2 separate regions of the Clupea harengus genome follow, and region 2 is linked to region 1. A link is a contact called in public Hi-C data. All regions are on one chromosome and are shown on one strand. The core of a region is the stretch at or near the end of the contact, and the rest is flanking DNA. Distances in the headings are between cores, read along the strand shown. Region 1 holds the start of ubl7b (ubiquitin-like protein 7b). Region 2 holds the start of zgc:158464 (SH2 domain-containing adapter protein F).

The links. A called contact is a pair of places that touch in the nucleus more often than the background predicts.
Region 2: a contact with region 1 is called in a Hi-C map of head, with 5 times the contacts expected there. The contact joins the promoter of zgc:158464 here to the promoter of ubl7b in region 1. A contact is called at or near these places in 2 of 2 Hi-C or Micro-C datasets (head and muscle).

What each region holds. Positions count from the first base shown.
Region 1 is chr20:16,619,981-16,624,743 of Ch_v2.0.2, reverse strand. ubl7b (ubiquitin-like protein 7b) reads right to left here and starts at 2,509. Exons shown (of 11, transcript XM_031587456.2): 1 at 2,356-2,509; 2 at 1,683-1,861; 3 at 1,398-1,517; 4 at 1,119-1,201; 5 at 612-696; 6 at 407-464; 7 at 131-264. The coding sequence starts at 1,857.
Region 2 is chr20:16,761,438-16,766,341 of Ch_v2.0.2, reverse strand. zgc:158464 (SH2 domain-containing adapter protein F) reads left to right here and starts at 1,941. Exons shown (of 8, transcript XM_031558066.2): 1 at 1,941-2,763. The coding sequence starts at 2,317.

The DNA of each region.
Region 1 (4,763 bases), core at 1,260-3,759:
CACAACCTCCCCAGCCCCCTCCAAACACAGACAGTCCAACAATAAACACCTGTTAACTCAAGATGACCGAACACAGCACATTTTCCAGCCCCCTGCCCCTGCTCTTCCCCCTGCCCTCTGTGTCACCCACCTGGCATCTCGCTGTAGGAGCTGGCTGTGGCGTTTCGGCTGGAGCTGGAGCCGGCCTGGGCGGGCATGCTGCCAGCCACCGAGTGCAAGACCAGGATGATGGCATTCACCAGGGCAGGGTGAGACTGCACCAGCCTGGGCAGGGAGGGGGCGAGAGAGTGAGAGAGAGAAAGAGAGAGAGAGAGAGAGAAATAACATAAGAGAGTGCTGAGAGACAGTCAATAAAAGCTGAGAGAGGGAGGGAGACAGAAAATAACGCCATAGATGTGTGTCTTACATGTCAAGCATGCTGGGGTCTGTGAACTGCACAAAAAGATCCTTGTCTTGAAGCACACCTAAAGAAACAGAGGAGATCCAAACAGGTTAGTCTGACTTGAAGAAAAGTCTTGAAGACAAAAGATTTTTTGTCATTTTTAAAATGTGGTCGTGTGTGTGTGTGTGTGTGTGTGTGTGTGTGTGCGCGCGCATTATCACTCCTTTACCCAGAGCCATTGCGTCTGAGCTGAGTCCAGGTGTGGCCACAATGATCTGGTCCAGAGACTCTTTGCTGGCTAGCATCTTAAACACCTGTGAGTACAGTACATCAAACCAACATTAAGGCTAGAGATCTGTACATTGTCCTGCATGGACATTGCTCACAGTTGTAATTCACCAACACATATACTCGCTGTGGTCAAGACTAAGCCAGCGGTGTTATATGGGACTTCTCAGTCCTGTTCCTATGTCTGTGTGTCAATGGCCCCTCCTATGCATACCTGACTGAACTCATCAGTGATCCTCTGAAAATACTTGATGTAGCTTATCGAGAGCATGATAATGACAGTGTGTGGAACAGGGACATACTTATACAGTGCAGCGAGGCAGCATGAGAGTAGTCTATGATACAAAATTAAGTACACTAACAATTGACATATTCTCAGGGTGCTGCACTGTACGACACAGTAGAGTTCAATCAGATGAGTTAGCAGCCAAATGGGACCCGATCATACCGAGTCTTTGTAGGTGGCGTTTGAATGGAGGGCAGCTTGGAGCAGACGGAACTCTCTGGCAGCTGTGGCCTTATTCACTGGCTCTACAGTGGAGTGGAGGAGGAGAGGAGAGAGGAAGGGAAGAGAAGAGGAGAGAAGAGTGAGAAGCCTGGAAGGAAATGTTTATGTGTACATTTTCATGGATCGAAGTAAAAAAAAAAATCTGACTGGGTGTTTGCAATATAGGAAGTGATCTACGTTTGAGTCCACTTTGTGTACGTCACTTTCTGGTAATCTCACCAGCATTAGGTTGTGGCTCAGGCCAGGTCTTCCTGAGGATATGCAAAGTGGAGCCACACTGGATGCCATAGGACTCCAGAGTCTGCTCATCTTTCAGTTTGCGGCCGCAGTGCACAAATTCTGACCAACCAAGACACACAGACAAGAACATGAAAACTGGGCTATATTCTCAGGCAAAGAGGTAAACATGATTTGCATAGTGACTATAGAATTCCATAAGGGCTGAGCTCTTGAGTTAAATTTGAATAGGAAACTGACAATAGCAAGATCAACTCAAATATTGACCTATAAGTTCAGGATCCGGTAATGTGTCTGATAACTGTGCGGCGACCAGCTGCTTCAACGTCGCGATTCGGTAGCCACCTGGCGCTACGTCTCCGGGTTCTGCTTCAGGGAACTGGAAAACGGATTTGGGCTGATCTACCAGCTTCAGTGAGAGGTACCAGTCCGGTGTTGCCATACCCCTTTTGGAAAAGACAAAGAGAGACTGTGCCATAACGTTTGTGCCAACTACATGACGGACCATAATATATCTTTTGAGGCGGCACAGGGATGGTGGCATTTACCAGGCCAGTCATTCTCCAGGATCAAATCTGCGCCCCTCTATCGGTTATCAATCAAAGACGTGTGATTAAAATACATTATTTGCCGATGTGTTTGACGACCCAAGGACCAGTCATTCTAAGCAAGCTAAAAGCAATTTGAATCAGCAGAGTAAGATAATCATTCATACAGAAACAGCCCTCTTGTACAGGCTGATGGCAACAACAAAAACAACAACAGTGATTAGCTAACTTTAGCGAGCTATGTGTTAGCCAGCCACAACAGTTTGTTAATTGTGTTCCATCTAGAGAACAGTACGTTATGTTTACACATCCCTGTTTATATACATACATAAATTATCTTCTGATGGTTATCAAATACAAACAACGTAAGCAACCATAGCATGTTACATTACCTTTTACTTCACCAAATCGGCTATGATAACAATTAGGTTGTGCTTAGTGTGTAGGCTACTATATCCGTGTTTGGTCACATGATAGAAGACGATATCTTTGGGATTGGTCAATTGATACAGGAAACTTTGGTGTCTAATTTAACGAGTACGATGGATAAATTAATGTTACACTAGCCATATGCATGGAATTAATTATTTTAATGTGTTCATTCATTTCCGTACCGTAAACAGATAAAACATTCTCACATAATTCTTGGGACACTCCTACACACGAGATGGCGGCAATGCACTAGGAAATCGGTTCGCCAGTCACCGATTTAAACAAGAAGAAGAGTATATGGCAACCATTTTTGGTAACGTCAACATCAGGCATATCGCTTTTTTCTGACAAAGTAGAATATTGTAAACTACACCGTGTGAGTAACTTTCCGTAGAGATGAATGTTACCTGAGAAGCAGGGCAAACTGGACAACTGAAAGTGTAGCTCAGTGGAGGGCTGCATTACTTCTGTTTGATAAAGAAATAAGTTGGCCATACAGGCTGCGGTCTAAGGCATAATCTCATCTGTGATATGTATAGAATCAGTGGTCGGAGAGATTGCATAGTTCCTGGCTGTGCAAGTAGCCAAAGGGACCTGAGCGCATGGAGACGGGAGGCGTGCACGATACACCCGTTGCACCTGCACCACGTCTGTGAATGTAAGGAGCCGTTCTCTTTTTTCAGCTTTCCGGAAGATATCAAGGAACAGCAAGCCTGGTTACGAGCTGTTGGCAAACCCGATAACTTCTTCATAAGAAAGAATATGGTTATTTGTTCAAAACATTTTATTGGTGGGGCGCCGACAGAAGAAAACCCCGAACCTGTGCTTAACCTGTATTCCAGAGATTCAGCAAGTGACCTAGGTAAGGAAACCCCTGGAGTTTTGCATACTCCCAAACGGAAAAGAGGCGACAAAGATATTGTCGGGGAAACTGACGGAGGAGAAGATCCTACCAACGTTTCTCAGTCACCCCAGACGACATTCAGTATCGAGGGACGCTATCCACAGGGATCTTGGGAACAAGGCACAGTAGAGGCCATCATGAACCTGAGGTCGTTTGACATCACCGCCACTACAGCTCAAATTGCCCAGACTATAATTGCTAATCTCAAGGACGAGAATGACTTCCTTCGTATGCAGAATGTTAACATGCGCTCGGAGCTGAAGGCGATGCAGTGGAAACATGAAGAGGAACTCCACGATCTCCAGGAGAGACTGGAGACAGTGCGACAGAAGTGCTCTTGTGGGGCCAGGTCAGAAAGAACAGACTCTGAGGGGGCTTCAGTTGCCAAGATTGGAGAGACAAGTGGACATTCTTTGAAAACAGTAGGGCCAGCTGACACAAACTAAGGTTCTGTAGTTGGGGTTGCTCATAATGGTGTGGACAGATGTGTGAGCTGAAGCACACCATGCATACTCTTCAATATGTTACCAGCTTGGACCTGCAATTACAAAACAGATCTCATGTAATCATCACATGTTGTTGTGTGTGTAGCCTTCTCACTTTTGTGATTTCTTTAGGAATAGGCTAGTAACACTGCACTTCATCGGTGTAACACTTTTTCAAGAGCTGACGTGCATATGGATGGCTTCATTCTCAAAAGAGTTTCATTTGGCATATAGATATCAATACATTCAAGTCGATGCAATCTCCTGTGAAGAATGCTTCTTTATTTCCAGATTTATAAATTGAGTTTGAATGGTTAGCCTCGTTTCAGTGTGCGTGATATCAGACTTTAACATCAGAATATTAGAGACTGTCAGTTTCTTATATGGTTATCATATCCATCATCACTACTTTAGTTTCAACGAAATGTCTAAATGAACTTGTTTTGAAAATGTATATACCTATGTACATTATGTGCACATAAAATGGATCATTGTTAACCTGTTTGCCAGTACCAGAAACATCTCTAACACTGCAGGTTCTGTGGGCTGAGTCTCCAATTGCTCTGTGTGTGCCTTGCCAGAATGATGTAAGAAACAATCATCATATTTCCCAAGCAAATGGAGAGAATTACTAAAGGGGTCATGGCTGGAATTGTTCTCCAAAGTTTTTCCACTGCTTCATCTGGGAAATGGGTGTGGTAGGATTAGAGCTTATTTTGACCCGGTCAGCAGTCATGCTGTATGTTCCCATTCGGAACTCTTCTCTGTGTCTGAGAAAGAGTATGCATAGTGACCGGAGCTGATTTGTAGTCCAAAAGGAGTAAAATATCAAATTTGCCTTAACGTGGTGTGTATATATAAAATGTACATGATTTTTAAAATGTGTCCCATATTTGATTGTTGAAATTATGCAAAATTTCATTTTCATTCACAAGAGCACTTTTTACAGGCTAGTTTCTGTTAGATTAAATCACGCATA
Region 2 (4,904 bases), core at 692-3,191, 140 kb before region 1:
TATTGTGCTGCAGGGGTCACATAATGTACTGATCCATACATCAATATATTGTCAGTGACAACTGAGTAACATGGCTAAACTGAAGTGCTCTAAGCACCCTTCCAGCTTGTAGCTTTTTACAGTGTGTAGAGTCTCTAATCCATTGGTCTTCTTCTCCCTCAAGATCTTCTCAAGATTCTATGTTAATTCAGCACGGCAAAGGTTTGTCTCATAGAGATATATGCTTACTTAACGAACTGCATGCTGTTCACAACGAGGGCTTTGAGATCTGTGAGGTCCTGGACGGCAATAACTGCACGGGTCTGATCTCAGTTCAGGGCAAAGGGACTGATAATCGGTCCCCTCCCTGCTTCCCACATAGACCTGCTGTTTCTGGGAGAACAATGAAGAAAGAAATTAGAGTTTTTCCACCTTCGTGCTGTTTACTATGCAGTACATACAGACTCAACAACAGGCTCTGGCTCACAGGCATGTGGTGCCGATCTTGTCCAGATCTGGGCCGGCCCAGTGCCGGGTCCGTGTCAGGTCCGAACCTCTGGGGCTTGCCGGGGCCTCTACGGCACTGTTCAGGGCTAAACTGCCTGAGCTCCTCGCCTTAGGATGCAGGGGTCATTAAAGAGAAACATTGCTTCATAAAAAGCCTGAGTGCCGCAGCGCTGTCTGGCGGTCATGTGACCATCGCAGCCTCGCTGGCTGGCTGGCTGCTGGAGTCAGGGAAAGAGGAGGGCCCGGGAGAGCAGACTCAATTAGTGTTTACCACTTGATCTTCTCTCAAGGCCTCTCCGACGTGTGCGGGGGACCTTGGCGAAGGAGGGGGTAACGTTACAGTGTCAAGAAAATGGCTTCTTTGCGGTTTTTCATCACTCACTTGAAGACACTGGCTGCGTCTTCGGATCTGTAGCTCTCCCCTTCTCTTCATCTCTCTCTTCCCCTCTTTCTTTCTAGCTCTCTCTCTTTCTCATTCCCCCTTCTTTATCTCTGATGTAGAAGTACGCAAAGTGAATTTGGAAACAGAACTCCGGTCCTGACATCTACGGCAGAACACTAACAACATTGCAGAGATGGGGTGAGCCTATGGCCCTTATCCTATATCAGAGGCTGTTTTCCAGATTGTTTTTTCGCTATTGATTTTTCCACCTTTATTTTCAGAGGGAGAGATTCTATAGTCTATCCTGCCACTGCAGTCCAAATAGATCTGGCGTGGATCCACAGCCGCCTCTTTGAACTGGTACTGATGGGCTTGCGGAGGAGATGGGGTGGGGCGGGATCTGGCCCACAATAATTCAGCCAACCTCTCCAGTCATTGGGGGATGCAGTTTGCAATCACATCAGTCAGCTCTGGACGTCTTGGAGATCAAAGTAGCCCACTTCAGCACAGAGTCCCCTTCTCTCAGCCCCATACAACAAAGGCTGCCCAGGTGCTACTGGAATCGTCTACTGTTTAACTCACAGATGCAAAGACTTTCTTTAATCAAATATGCCTTTCAGAGATTGACAGGCAGGCAGATATGCAGACATGCAGGCAGAGAGGCAGCTAGCTAGCTAGATAGATAGATAGTGCTATTACCTCAACTACAAGTATTAATTAAAAATGCAAATGGTTATGCAAATTAAACTGGAGGGCAGCATGGAGTTGTGCTGTTGCTTCAAATAGCTTATGCCACAGTTGCTTAATATTTGACCATGTTATCCATATTACCTGTTGCAATTCATGGAAAATGAATGACAAAATTAAGCTAATACATTCATTAAACACTCATCTCCCAATTCACACCTATTCATATTCGTACCATCCGTTTTCCATTCATGAATAGTGAATTTATTACTAGCACAGTGTGGTGTCTTGTGTGGGCAGAAACTATTCACAGAGCCTGGGTTTTACTCTGGCATGTTTCATGTTACATGAAGTCACGCTCATATTTTATCCGTTTTATCGCTTGTGAAATATGCATGACAGTACAATAAATTAGCATATTGCTCCGGTAGGTGGCAGTGAACGTTCCCAGGTAGCCCGTGTGAGGGAGCGCAACCCACATCCAGATAAGAGCTCTCCCATGCTGCTTAGCGTAAAGCCAGCGCAGCGTGTGTGGTTGTGAGCCGAGCTCTCTGTCAGTGCGTGTGAGCGTGTCAGAGTTGGAGAAGGGAAAGTGCCTGACGCTCCGAACAACCCAGGAGCTGTCTCGGAGCTGGGGAAACGCTCGGTCGCTAGCCACGGAAAGCCCAGAATCCGGACGCGCACACAAGAAACCGACGGATCTTGTCAGGAAAAGTGGAACGAAATCTTCTTTTCGGACTTTTGAGCAATGCGCTGGCAGCATGGCCAAATGGTTCAAGGAACACCTAGGATTCAAAACCACCAAAGCACCACCTCCGGCTCCTCCAAAACCGGACTACAGACACTGCCACGCCACAGTGCCCGGTACGCCTGGCTACCTTCAAACGAGCTCCGGTGCCTCGACGCACTATCCGAGCCCCGCGCAACCGGACATTCTCGCTGCCTACAAACTACAGAAGGAACGGGACTTCGAGGACCCGTACACTGGAGGCGGAAATCTTGCGTTTCAAACTGGTTCGAGCTCTATAGGGTCGCCGGACATAAAGTACGTGTCACCGAAACACCGACTCATAAAGGTGGAAACGGTAGAAAAAAACAACTGCTCCCCGGTCAGCAGCGTTACGGCAGCCCCAGCAGGGAACGTCACTATCGGCAGCGTTAAATCCCCCACCTCCCCTCCTCCAGCACATGACGGCAAGCAAGATAAGGTAAGGGGCTTTCCAAGTGAACAGGTAGAGTGCTGCTGAACATCTCTAAACAACCAGGGCACTAATGGTCTTTGTCTTTTAAAAGTACTTCTTCAGACGGTACTTGGACTTGTGAGTTGAGTTACTGTCTTTACAAACTGGGTTGACCGATTTTCTTTTTGTTGTTTTTTTTACCAAGCTGACAGATATTATAGTCTACACAGCTCAGTCACGAGTTTAACTTGTTGTATCAATAAAAGAGTAATCGCCTGGGATTAGTTTATTTAAACAAGGTTGCCGTTCCGATGTTGGGTTACTCATTCTTATCTACAAGTTGTAGGCGAAAACCTGCCAAACAAGTTGCTTTTCATTTTCCTCAACGGTTGAGTTCCGTAGCCTACTCACATGCAGTCAGCTAGCTACAATGTAACAATCGACATTCCATAGTTGACTACAGACACTGTCACGTTTTTTTTGCGTGGCAGATGAATTTTTGCGCAACGCTCTGCGCTGTGCACGTAGCCTACGGGCCTAAATGAACCGTGTGAGCGCTCTCCAACCGCACATTAAAACTACAAAGACTCACCTTAACCAGTAACTGTAATGTCATCGAGGCGCATGAGCCACTTGTTCCGTTTTCTCTATTTCCAGCGGGAGACAGTTAAACATTTCCCACCACATTATATATCCGTGGCTGTCAAAACCATGAACATGAAACACAGACTTCAGGTCCCCTAAATAACCCATACTGGTACTTCAGGTGTATGGTATAACATCAGCTTGGCCATGGCTGACCTTTAAAGCCTGTCAGACCTTCCCAAAGAAGTGGTCAGGCTTACCTCTGCGTTTTAATCCTGTAGAATAGAGCCACTTTCAGGGTCAGTCAATCAGTTCAATCAGCTTCAGTCAGTGTGTGGGTTAGACCGTTACAGATAAATGTTTCTCCGGACAGGATCCCATGGTATTTCTAACTGCAAAGGTCAGATCAGCCCCTAATAATTTATTTTCTGTGCTTAACTTCTCTCTCGGAATTCACTCTCTAGTGTCACTCACACCCCTCCGCTAATCCTCAGACTCTTGTCAGTCTCACCCTCTCACCCACCCACCCAGTGACTGTAGTCAGATATTAGGGGTGGACTTGATCCGTAGAACACTGTGTGCCTCACACACCTCTCCTCTGTGTGCTTAAGTCCACCTCCCACCCAACAAACCTCTCTCGGAATGTAAACTCTGTGTGTGCTGTTTCCTCGCAAGAAACGTGATACGGCAGGCATGAGGCTGTGTCGGGTTATTCTGAAGAGCTCAGCTGAGGTCCGACTTTGCATCCTTGGCCCTGCTAACCTGAAAATAGTGCCTTAAGGAAAATGACAAGGAAGATGAATCAGAAGTGTTCTTGCCTAATGTGGGATACACCTAAGCCATTTCACTACTTGCCTAACTCCCTCTTACGCAGCCACTGTTGGGAAAGGTGCCTTTGTCATGTGTGTGTGTGTGTGCGTGTGCGTGTGTGTGTGTGTGCGTGTGTGTGTGTGTACTGGACTTGTTGCGTCAGGCCTTGTCATTGTGGTGTGTTGGGCATAGGAGAGAGGCTGAGGAGGAAAAGCCAGGTCATCACAGATGTGTGGGTTTACTGTCATTTCTCCTCCGCAATAAAAGTACCTCCACTTGTGCTGGGTTTGGATGTGTAGAGATGGGACTGTTTTGTGTGTGTGTGTGAGAGAGACTACTATATGCTATTGTGGCTTCTCTTGAGTGTGTGTGTGTAGCAGGTCCGCTTGGAGCAGTGGTGGTGGTGGTAGAGATTTTGCTCCTACTCTGATGCCCCTCCCTTCCCATCTCAATTGTCATTGTACACCCTGACCATAGTAGCTTTGGGAACATGGAGGAAACATCACCACATCTTAAGCAGTAAATGAGCTCATACTGGAAACTGCAAATGTAATCTCTTGGAAAACAAAGCAGCCGCAGGAGCTTTCGGAGCGCCAGACAGACACCGCCAAGGCAGTTTCTCCCCGCTGTTGCATCATTAGTGTCCTCCTGCAGAACACCAGCCATAGAAGCGCTTATCAGTAGGTTCACACCCCCACCCCCTCACCCACTCACCCTCCCACGCCTGACAGAGGACAGACCACAGATGTAGCAGCAGCGGCGGTGGTGCTCAC